Regions from separate parts of the Mus musculus genome. Here regions 1 and 3 are each linked to region 2. The links are chromatin contacts, called in public Hi-C maps. All regions are on one chromosome and are shown on one strand. The core of a region is the stretch at or near the end of the contact, and the rest is flanking DNA. Distances in the headings are between cores, read along the strand shown.

The links. A called contact is a pair of places that touch in the nucleus more often than the background predicts.
Region 1: a Hi-C map of uterus shows a contact between it and region 2, with 4 times the contacts expected there. The contact joins the promoter of 9430078K24Rik here to the enhancer-like site in region 2. A contact is called at or near these places in 1 of 15 datasets of contacts at CTCF or cohesin (large pre-B cells), 23 of 484 Hi-C or Micro-C datasets (the 3T3-L1 cell line, the AML12 cell line, B cells and 14 more) and 7 of 115 datasets of contacts at active chromatin or transcription factors (the NIH/3T3 cell line, embryonic limb bud, fibro-adipogenic progenitors and 4 more).
Region 3: a Hi-C map of liver shows a contact between it and region 2, with 2.6 times the contacts expected there. The contact joins two enhancer-like sites. A contact is called at or near these places in 1 of 39 promoter capture datasets (liver), 2 of 15 datasets of contacts at CTCF or cohesin (large pre-B cells and pro-B cells), 16 of 484 Hi-C or Micro-C datasets (the C10 cell line, the G1E-ER4 cell line, adipose-derived mesenchymal stem cells and 6 more), 3 of 115 datasets of contacts at active chromatin or transcription factors (heart atrium, kidney and large pre-B cells) and 1 of 9 other capture datasets (embryonic stem cells).

Annotation. Positions count from the first base shown.
Region 1 is chr12:79,934,885-79,937,584 of GRCm38.p6, forward strand. 9430078K24Rik (RIKEN cDNA 9430078K24 gene) reads right to left here and starts at 1,380. Exons shown (of 4, transcript NR_131074.1): 1 at 1,303-1,380. It overlaps 4933435C09Rik (a long non-coding RNA gene), which reads left to right and starts at 1,655. Exons shown (of 3, transcript XR_381736.3): 1 at 1,655-2,655.
Region 2 is chr12:79,353,499-79,356,198 of GRCm38.p6, forward strand. The region is part of intron 7 of Rad51b (RAD51 paralog B); the gene reads left to right. Among named protein-coding and RNA genes, the nearest start is that of Rad51b, 58 kb to the left of the region's middle. Within about 2 kb of position 1,258, at least 56 of the 459 cell types and tissues checked have an H3K27ac peak or open chromatin away from gene starts, as enhancers often do. A contact at or near this core is called in the G1E-ER4 cell line, the NIH/3T3 cell line, embryonic fibroblasts and 4 more, where this site is marked.
Region 3 is chr12:79,993,523-79,996,222 of GRCm38.p6, forward strand. No RefSeq gene overlaps it. Among named protein-coding and RNA genes, the nearest start is that of Gm36834, 25 kb to the right of the region's middle. Within about 2 kb of position 1,374, at least 61 of the 459 cell types and tissues checked have an H3K27ac peak or open chromatin away from gene starts, as enhancers often do. A contact at or near this core is called in heart atrium, liver, palatal mesenchyme and 1 more, where this site is marked.

The DNA.
Region 1 (2,700 bases), core at 130-2,629, 580 kb after region 2:
GGATTCCCATTATTCTCTTGGTCAGATTTCAAACGATGGAGTGGGAGTTGCTTCTTAGAAAAAAAAAATCTCTTTCTATACAGGGCTGAGATCAGTGGGAAGTCTTAGGCCTAAGCCTATTAAGTTGATGGTGATGAAGGTGACATTTCTGTTGTTATTTGTCAGACAGAACAGAATACACCATCAACCATCCCTTGGTCACATTATAGGTCTATGAAACAAACATTGGGAAAGATTGACTGTTTGACAGTACTAGCTGGGGACAATGGTACATGCCTTTATTCTCAGCATTCAGGAAACAGAGGCAGGTAATATCCATAAGTTTGAGGCCAGCTTAGTCTACATAGCCAGTTCCAGAACAGCCAGGCTACATAGTGAGGCCCCATCTCAAACAAACAAACAAAAGTACTTTAGCATAGTTCCCTCTAAGGAGCTCACAGCCCAGGAGGAGGGCTGTTGGAGAATGGAGCTTAAGTCACAATGTAAAGAATGAGCCATAGCCACACAGAGGACCATCAATCTACCCAAGGATTCTGGAGATGGCACATAGAAAGAAGACCTAGAAGTTGGGGCTAATTGAACCAGCATTTTCAAGCACCTGAATTGGCTTTTCATGATGGGAGTGATGAGTGTGTTGCCCAAGGTCCTTGCACTCTGGGGAGTTAAGGATGACAAGCTCTTAGGGAATGGGAATCCTTTCACTGGGAACCACGGCTACACCCTTGGGCAGTGTGTCTGATGGACTAGTGGCCTCAGGCATGTCTTAATGTTGCATGTAGTCGGACATCTTAGAACAGAGTTCCAAAGCTGGTAGCATGTTCTTCTAGACTCTTCTCTTTTTACAAAAGAGAAGGCCCAGGTCTGCTTAAACAAGATCAGATGAAAGTCTAAAACAAGTCACAGTGCCAAGCTCCACATGTTCTGGAAGGTTCTCCTAGACTGTGTCTCTAAAAGATCGGGGTGGAGAAGAGTCCCGTAGGCCCAAGGCAGTGTCAGGTTCCCCCTTTCAGTCAACAGGAATAGAAGAGCCTTTAAGCAAAACCATATTTTTTTACATGTAAGCAAAACTTCTTAGAGAAATACTTAAGACAGCATTTTGTTGATGAGCCCAATGCCTTGGACCCTTCCTCGCTCCTTCCACCTGTCCTAAACACCCAACTTTCCATTCCCTGAGCAGCTCCACTCTCAATTGCTACATCCCCTAGGAAAAACTTCTATGCCCTCCCCATGGAAACAGTCACCCCCTTCCCTTCACACAAACCCATCTTACCTCAGGAAAAGATTCCGCATTTCCCTGCTTACCTGTGTGCCTTTCTGAGGCCAGGAAGTGGGGTTTTCTCCTCTGACACCCACCCTACTCCTAAGGGCCCATAAAGCTTTTAGTGAATGGACTCAGACTGCTATAAACAGCATCTTAATTTGCCCTAGCGTCTTCTAGCAGAGCAGGGTCAATCGCAAAGTCTCTCTTGATAAAATCAGAGAATGTCCTCATCCCCTAGTTTCACATATAAAGACTCTAAAGTGTGAATAAGGGAGGCTAGTCCAGGAGTAAGTATGTGTCCACACCAGGAGTGTAACAAGTGCTCCTCAGACTAGGATGAGCCCTACCAGGACTATGCTGAGACCCCCAAATTCCTCAGAGTCCATACACCACCCAAAATCAGATGAAAGTCTAAAACAAGTCATAGTGCCTAGCTCCAGAATGTTCTGGAAGGTTCTCTGAGACTGTCTCTCTAAAAGGTTGGGGTGGGGAAGAGCCCCCATAGGCCCAAGAAAGTGTCAGATTCCCCCTTTTCAGTCAACAGGAATGGAAGAGGCTTTAAGAAAAACCAAGTATTATTATTTGTTTGTTTTTACTGTGACTCAGTCTGTAGTAACTGGGTTAAAGTCCACTTTGAGACTAGGAGAACAAAAGACCTCCTGTTAGTGCTGGAAGTTTGCCTCTTAAGATATCCCTGAGGGGAACTGGGAAGAGAAAAAAAAAAAAAAAGGAGAGCCAGCAGCAGGACAGAGGAAGCTGTGGGCCTTCAGGAACACAGCCGAACTCTGGAAAGGAAAACACACTGCCTTTCATCTCTAGGCCTATCTGCACTGGCCGCTCCCTTTGCCGCTGTTTTATGGCTCACTGCAGGACACAGGCCAGTGCCCGATTCCCACACTCCTCTAACACGCTGAAACTGCCAGGGGTTATAGCAAAATAGACAAATGTCCACAGCTAACCAGACCTAGGTTCAAGAGGAGGGGGAAGAAGGGAAGGGAAAAGAAGGAGAGTTGGAGGGAGAAGAAGGGGATGACCCCACCCTACAGAACTCATTACATGTTGGGTGCTGTTCTGAGAGTACCCATGGCAACCCATTGTCTCGACACCCAAGAGGAGTCTAATGAGCTAATTCCCGGGGCCCAGAGGAAGAGGCAAGCTGGACCACTCTATTGGAGAAATCTATTCCCTTTAGTACTGTGGAGGAGTCACATGGCCAGTAGACTGAATCTTTCAGGCTACACACTAAAGCCATCTGACTCCAGCACTGGAGGACTTTATCCTTCTCTTTTCAAGTAGAAAGAGAATATTGAGGAAAGACAAGGCAAGAGTTCTCGTCCCAACCCTGCCTGTGACCTTTCTCCATCACCCTATGGAGATGTCCCACCTCCCAGATGGTAAGATGGGTCTGCACTGTGATTGCCTGTCCTGGAGTTGATCCA
Region 2 (2,700 bases), core at 8-2,507:
CCGTTGTGTCTCGTCTTCTGGGGCTACTGGAGTGCAGCAGCTGTGTAGAAAGCAGCAACATTCACGTCAGCATGTTCTAGTCACTGAATGTGTGAGACCAGCGTCTGACAGTGTTGTTTGCTTGGTGAAGGTCACTTCTTGGTGATTGTGCTTTGGTGTGTCTGTCTCCAGCATGGTTATTTACACCTTCAAGACCTAATCTAGCCAGGCACTGTCAAAGCTTCATAGACAGATACCATCACTCTGTAGATTAGGGTTTCAACAGAGAATTTTGGGAGAGATGTAAAATTTTAGTCCACAGCAAATTATCAGATTAGAGATATTCCACCCACCCCCCATCTTCCTTTCTTATTGCTGGGAATTATCTCTAGGGTCCTGGCATGCCACTGAGTTACATTAATAGCTTTCTAGACAGAAAAAGTGCTAATTAAAAGAGTAGTTGGCAGGTTCATAGGCACGCATTTCATAGCCATGCCTTGTAACCTACACAGTGTGTGTGTGTGTGTGTGTGTGTGTGTGTGTGTATTCTTTTGCATTTATCAAATGTTTTATTTTTATTTTTTAAAGTCATGGTGTTTTGCTGGTTAAATATATTCCAACTTGAATCGTTTTAGAACTTTTGCTTATGTTAAGTTGCAGGAGAAAGCACTGGAGATGCTGGCTTAGCCAAACTATCATCTCTTACATTCCCACTTTATTCAGCCATTCACTTTTTTACTGTAACTTTCTTGAAGCCAAGTTACAGTCAAATGAAGGAAACATGTTAATAAAACCGTAAGTGTGAGGAGTGGAAAGAGATAGATTAAGAAAGAGAGAGTTGTCATCTGGGAAACACAACACCAGTGAGGTAGAGACCTTTCCCACGGTCTGTGTCCCGTGTCTGCCCCAGGTTTCCATTACTCCACTCAGACCCATTGTCCAGGTCAAAAGCGTTCTAGCTGGTCTGGCCCCCGACATTTAAGTATTCATTACCTCAGTCAGTGCATGCATATCTGTATTTAATGATGTTTGTGCTTGCTTACTTAGGGCTTTTAAACTCTTTGCCGTTTTAGAATTCAGGGTCATCAGTGTGTGTATGTGGGATAAACCCCCAACCAAACAGAAAACTATGATTTCCCCTTTCATCTGTGTCCCATGTTATACCAATGTTCCCTGAAAATAGCAACAGTTTTCTGGGAAAGGTCCCGACTGAGGCTGTTCTCACCCTTTACCCCGGCTCTCCAATTCATGTTTCCATCTTCCAGTGTGGTCATGTGCTTGCCCAAGCCTGGCTTGTGAACCGTGGAGGATATTCGTGGGGTTTTGTTTTTTAAGCCATACACTGTGCACATGATGCAGTATTTAATTTGGAACGAGCTCCAAGTTGAGTCACACGTGCTTCTTGTGGTGTTTATCTTGGAGTCCACATGTAGGAGGAAAGTATTTTTGCATTTTATACATCTGGACACTGTTCATGGTCTTTCTGTGACTTGGGAATTGTGTGTGGGGCAAAATCCAAGGAATAGTATTAAAATAACACGGAGTTATAATGAGGTCCGAGTGCAGCCCCTCAGGAGTACCCTTCTGATCCCCGCAGAGTTTGACTTTGGACGTGGTGAACTTTTTCAGCTGTGTGGTTCACTGGTGGCCTGAGTAGATTGGTGGACTATAAATTACCCGACACCCTCCCATGCAGTCCGTGTGCTGCTAGACATGAAGTCTAAACGTCTTTGGCAAATTTGGTTCTTTAAGGGGAGTGTTTTGACTTGATTTTGTATGGGGCAAGATAGGCAAACTGAGTTCTGCTCACGGCTGCCCTGCCTGCTAATCCACTGCACCTTATGAGACTTTTTAGGGTCTCTCATTGATCTTCTGCTCCTCCCTCAGTTCATGCATCCAGAACTACAGTGACCCCGAGACCATCTCAGGCTGTGTGTGAGGGTTGAGGGCGATGGAGGTGATGGTGGTGTCCGTCGTGTCTGCTGACTTTATCCTTTTTATGATCTCACACAGGAGGTTGTCATTTAAAACAGGGTAAATGTGATGTGGTTGCTCCAGTGCCAGGTTTTGGGTAGGGGTCTGCTAGAATAGGGCAGGTGAGAAGAGCGTATAGAATGTTGCTGCTCTGAGTGAGATTGCATACGGACAGTGGATAGGGTTGCTTCTTTGTCCCTCAGCCTGGTTTCCTTTAGTATCTGCATGAATTCTGTAATGCAGATGCAAGCTGGGAAGGCAGAGTAAAGCTTCAAATGGACTGGCCCTTGAATGAAAGAGGGCAATGTGTTGTCCATCATTTGGGTGGAAAGCTGTTTGGATCTTTACTTTCTATATAAGGGCTGTTTGCTTTTCCCTTCTTTCAATGTATTAAAGAGAAGAAAAATCTAATAAAGTAATTGGACCTACTGGTTATAATTCATACAGAATTTTCAAGTGTGTTTAATAGTGGTCTCTCATACAACTTTAAAGAAATGAATAATTGGAGAGGAAGGGTCACAGTTGTGTTGTAGTTTGGGACCCAGCAGAGTCCGAGGAGGTTTGAGTGATTGGGTGAACTGCTCATCTGGGAGCTGTTTCTTTTGGCTGCCTTTTGTGCCTCTCCTTGGGGACAGCCCTCCTTTACTCTTATAATGTATTTTGCAACTTTCAGTGAGAAAATAGCCATCAAAAATGAACCGTTAGTAAATAAACACATTCTGGTTCTATGATGGGAATCACTAAGTA
Region 3 (2,700 bases), core at 124-2,623, 640 kb after region 2:
AAACACCATTATCCCCACACCCCTGATGGAGAATCTAAGACCCAGAGAAGTCACTAGCTTGGATAAAACTGTATAAAGCTTTAGAAAAAGAGTGTGTGCAGTGCCCAGGCAGCCACTTCCTGCACTGCACAACTGCTCTGGAGAAAGGCAAGAGACAGAAAAGGTGTGAGAATCTCCCCTGCAAAACAGGTCACCAAACCCAGAAGAGTGCGGAACAGTAGGGGACAGAGTAGGCAGGAAACCCCCCACAGAACCATCTGGGGACACACAGGGGATCTACTTTCCTCCGGGCCAGCCAGTTCTAGTGGAAAAACAACCTTCCAGCCTGGGGAGCCTGGCTGGGCCACCTTCTGGTCTGTCTTCCTTCAGATCTAGTTCTCTCCCCTCTGGGGCCAGGGCTTGGGGGAAGGCTCTGTGAGGCTCAAGTCTTCATCTGGCTCCCTTGAAGCCAAGCAAAGAAAAATAGCCCTTTGCCAAGATCTTTCATCCCGGCCATTTACTCTCACAGATGTTTTCTGCAATATAAACAAGAAACAAGGAATGTTGGGGAGGAAAGGAGTGTGGGAGGGGGCAGAGAAGAAGGAGTGAACTGAGAGCTTTGAAATCTGCCCTTGCAGAGAGCAGGAAGCAGAACCCCAGCAGGGTCCCTCCTGCCCTGTTGAGTGTGGGCAGTCTCAGGATCACTGTAACAGGACAAGCAGACCATTACTGCTCTGATAGGAGGTTCTGGAGAAGGCCAGCCATCACAGGCCACCCCCTCCCCCATGCCTGGGAACTACTGCGGTCTCTGAGATAAAGCGAAGTCAAGGAAATACAGCCAGGCTGAAGCCTGACCCCACCCCAGCCCCCCACTTAGCACTCCTAAAGCTGGCATGGTTCAGGGGGACCTCGAAGAACTGTGAACATGGGCAAAGGGGCGTGGCCCACACAGTGGGCATTACTAGGCTTTGGTTGTACCACAGGAAAGGGACTGTTGGGCTGGAGGAAGCTGGAAGAACACAAGCTATAGTGAGTCAGGAAATAAACCCAGGAAGCCAAATGTCTCCAAATTCAATGTTTCCCGATTTTCCTGTTGAAGTCACAAGCTTTGAAACTAACAAACCTTGGGCTGAATACTCAGATGCCTATGGGAACCAGCAGAAGCCCAAAACACAACATATAGGGGACCTAGAGATAAGCCATGACTCAGTTTCTGTTGGATTCTTTAAAGAGAGCCCAGAGATCCGTAGTTTCCCGTAAAAATCTCCTGCTTTATTTTAACAATATTTGCAATCACTAAGACAAAGACACGCCGTCGGCCACATGAGTGGAGCCCGTGGGCAGCTCTAGTTTGTAAATCACAAACAGTTGCCCAATGTTGTCGTCAGTCAGCTGAATAAATGCTAACATGTTTACTCTTCCTGCTTCTGACTTCACAAAGGGATTAGTGACAAGGTTGAAAGCCTAAACAGCAAGCTTTTATTGGGCGTCTGTCTAGTCTTTCTTTAAAATGGAGATAAAAATTCAGGTGGGTCCAGAACAGAACCTTTGTCCCAGACCTCTAGCATGTGTTTATGTCTCTGGTTGGAAGGCAGGAACCTACCGTGATGGGATTGACTGTGTGGCACAGAATGTCCAGGGGAAAGAGACACCAGGTTTCTCTGAAGAGGCCTTGTGGGGCTGAAACCATGGGGAAGGGAAAGGAATGGCCACTCCTTGCAGTGGTTTCTGAAGCTGGCAGGCTATTCATTGAACTTAGGACAAGGAGCCCAAGAGACCATCCTTTAGAGCATCCAAGGGGATGTTAGTGTGGGGGGGGGGGGTTGCACAAGCATTGTCGGAGGCTACTGAAGCAGTGCATCCATTCAGGAACTGCCCCCAAATGCCAACTTTTTCCAGCAACTTTAAAGGAAAGAAGTGCACATATTTCACATAAAGGCCTGAGTGAGTATCTGATACCCAAGATTTCACAGACATGGCTATCACTTTGAGCTCTGTGAATGCATGGAAAGAGTGGCGATTATGACTTGGCCCCAGGATTCCCAGATATCCATTCATACATTCCTTACAACATGCTGCATGGTAGTCATCATTATTCCCACAGCACAGCACAGGAAACAGACTAGTACAAAGGCTCTCTGGGACAGAAGCCCTTCAGCCACTCCTGGGAGTTGATGATGCTTGATGCAAATTACCTGTCTGGGGTTTCAGGAAAAAAGGTGTGCCACACCCAGGTCTGCCTGAACACCCAGGATCTTCCTCTATGCTGGGGAAATCTGCATTTTCAAAGATTCCCCCCAAAGTCTCTTGAAGAGAAATGCCCGTCTTGGAGTGCCAGAGATCCAAGCACTAAAGACTAGTTACTGGATGTGGTCCACCACCGCCCCCTCACCAAAGCTGATGAGCAGTAGTGTGAAGGAGATACAGAAAGCAAGCATCAGCCGTGCATTGGATATGTCGAGTCCACAGGGATTCTTTAGGCTCATGGACCTCCTGTTCATGTGATGATACTGTTTCCTCTCTAACAGTTTATGTCTCCAATACCTCTAACACAGCCAGAGTCATGTCACCACATGCTGTTCTACTAGCCACAGAATATGATCCAGTCACCCTGCCTTTAACTGACACCCACTGGTGCTTTCTTTATGGCCCTCATAGGCAAAGCCCTCCTGTATCAACACTTTTCAGATACCCAAAGACCTCACTCTTACCCTTCATATT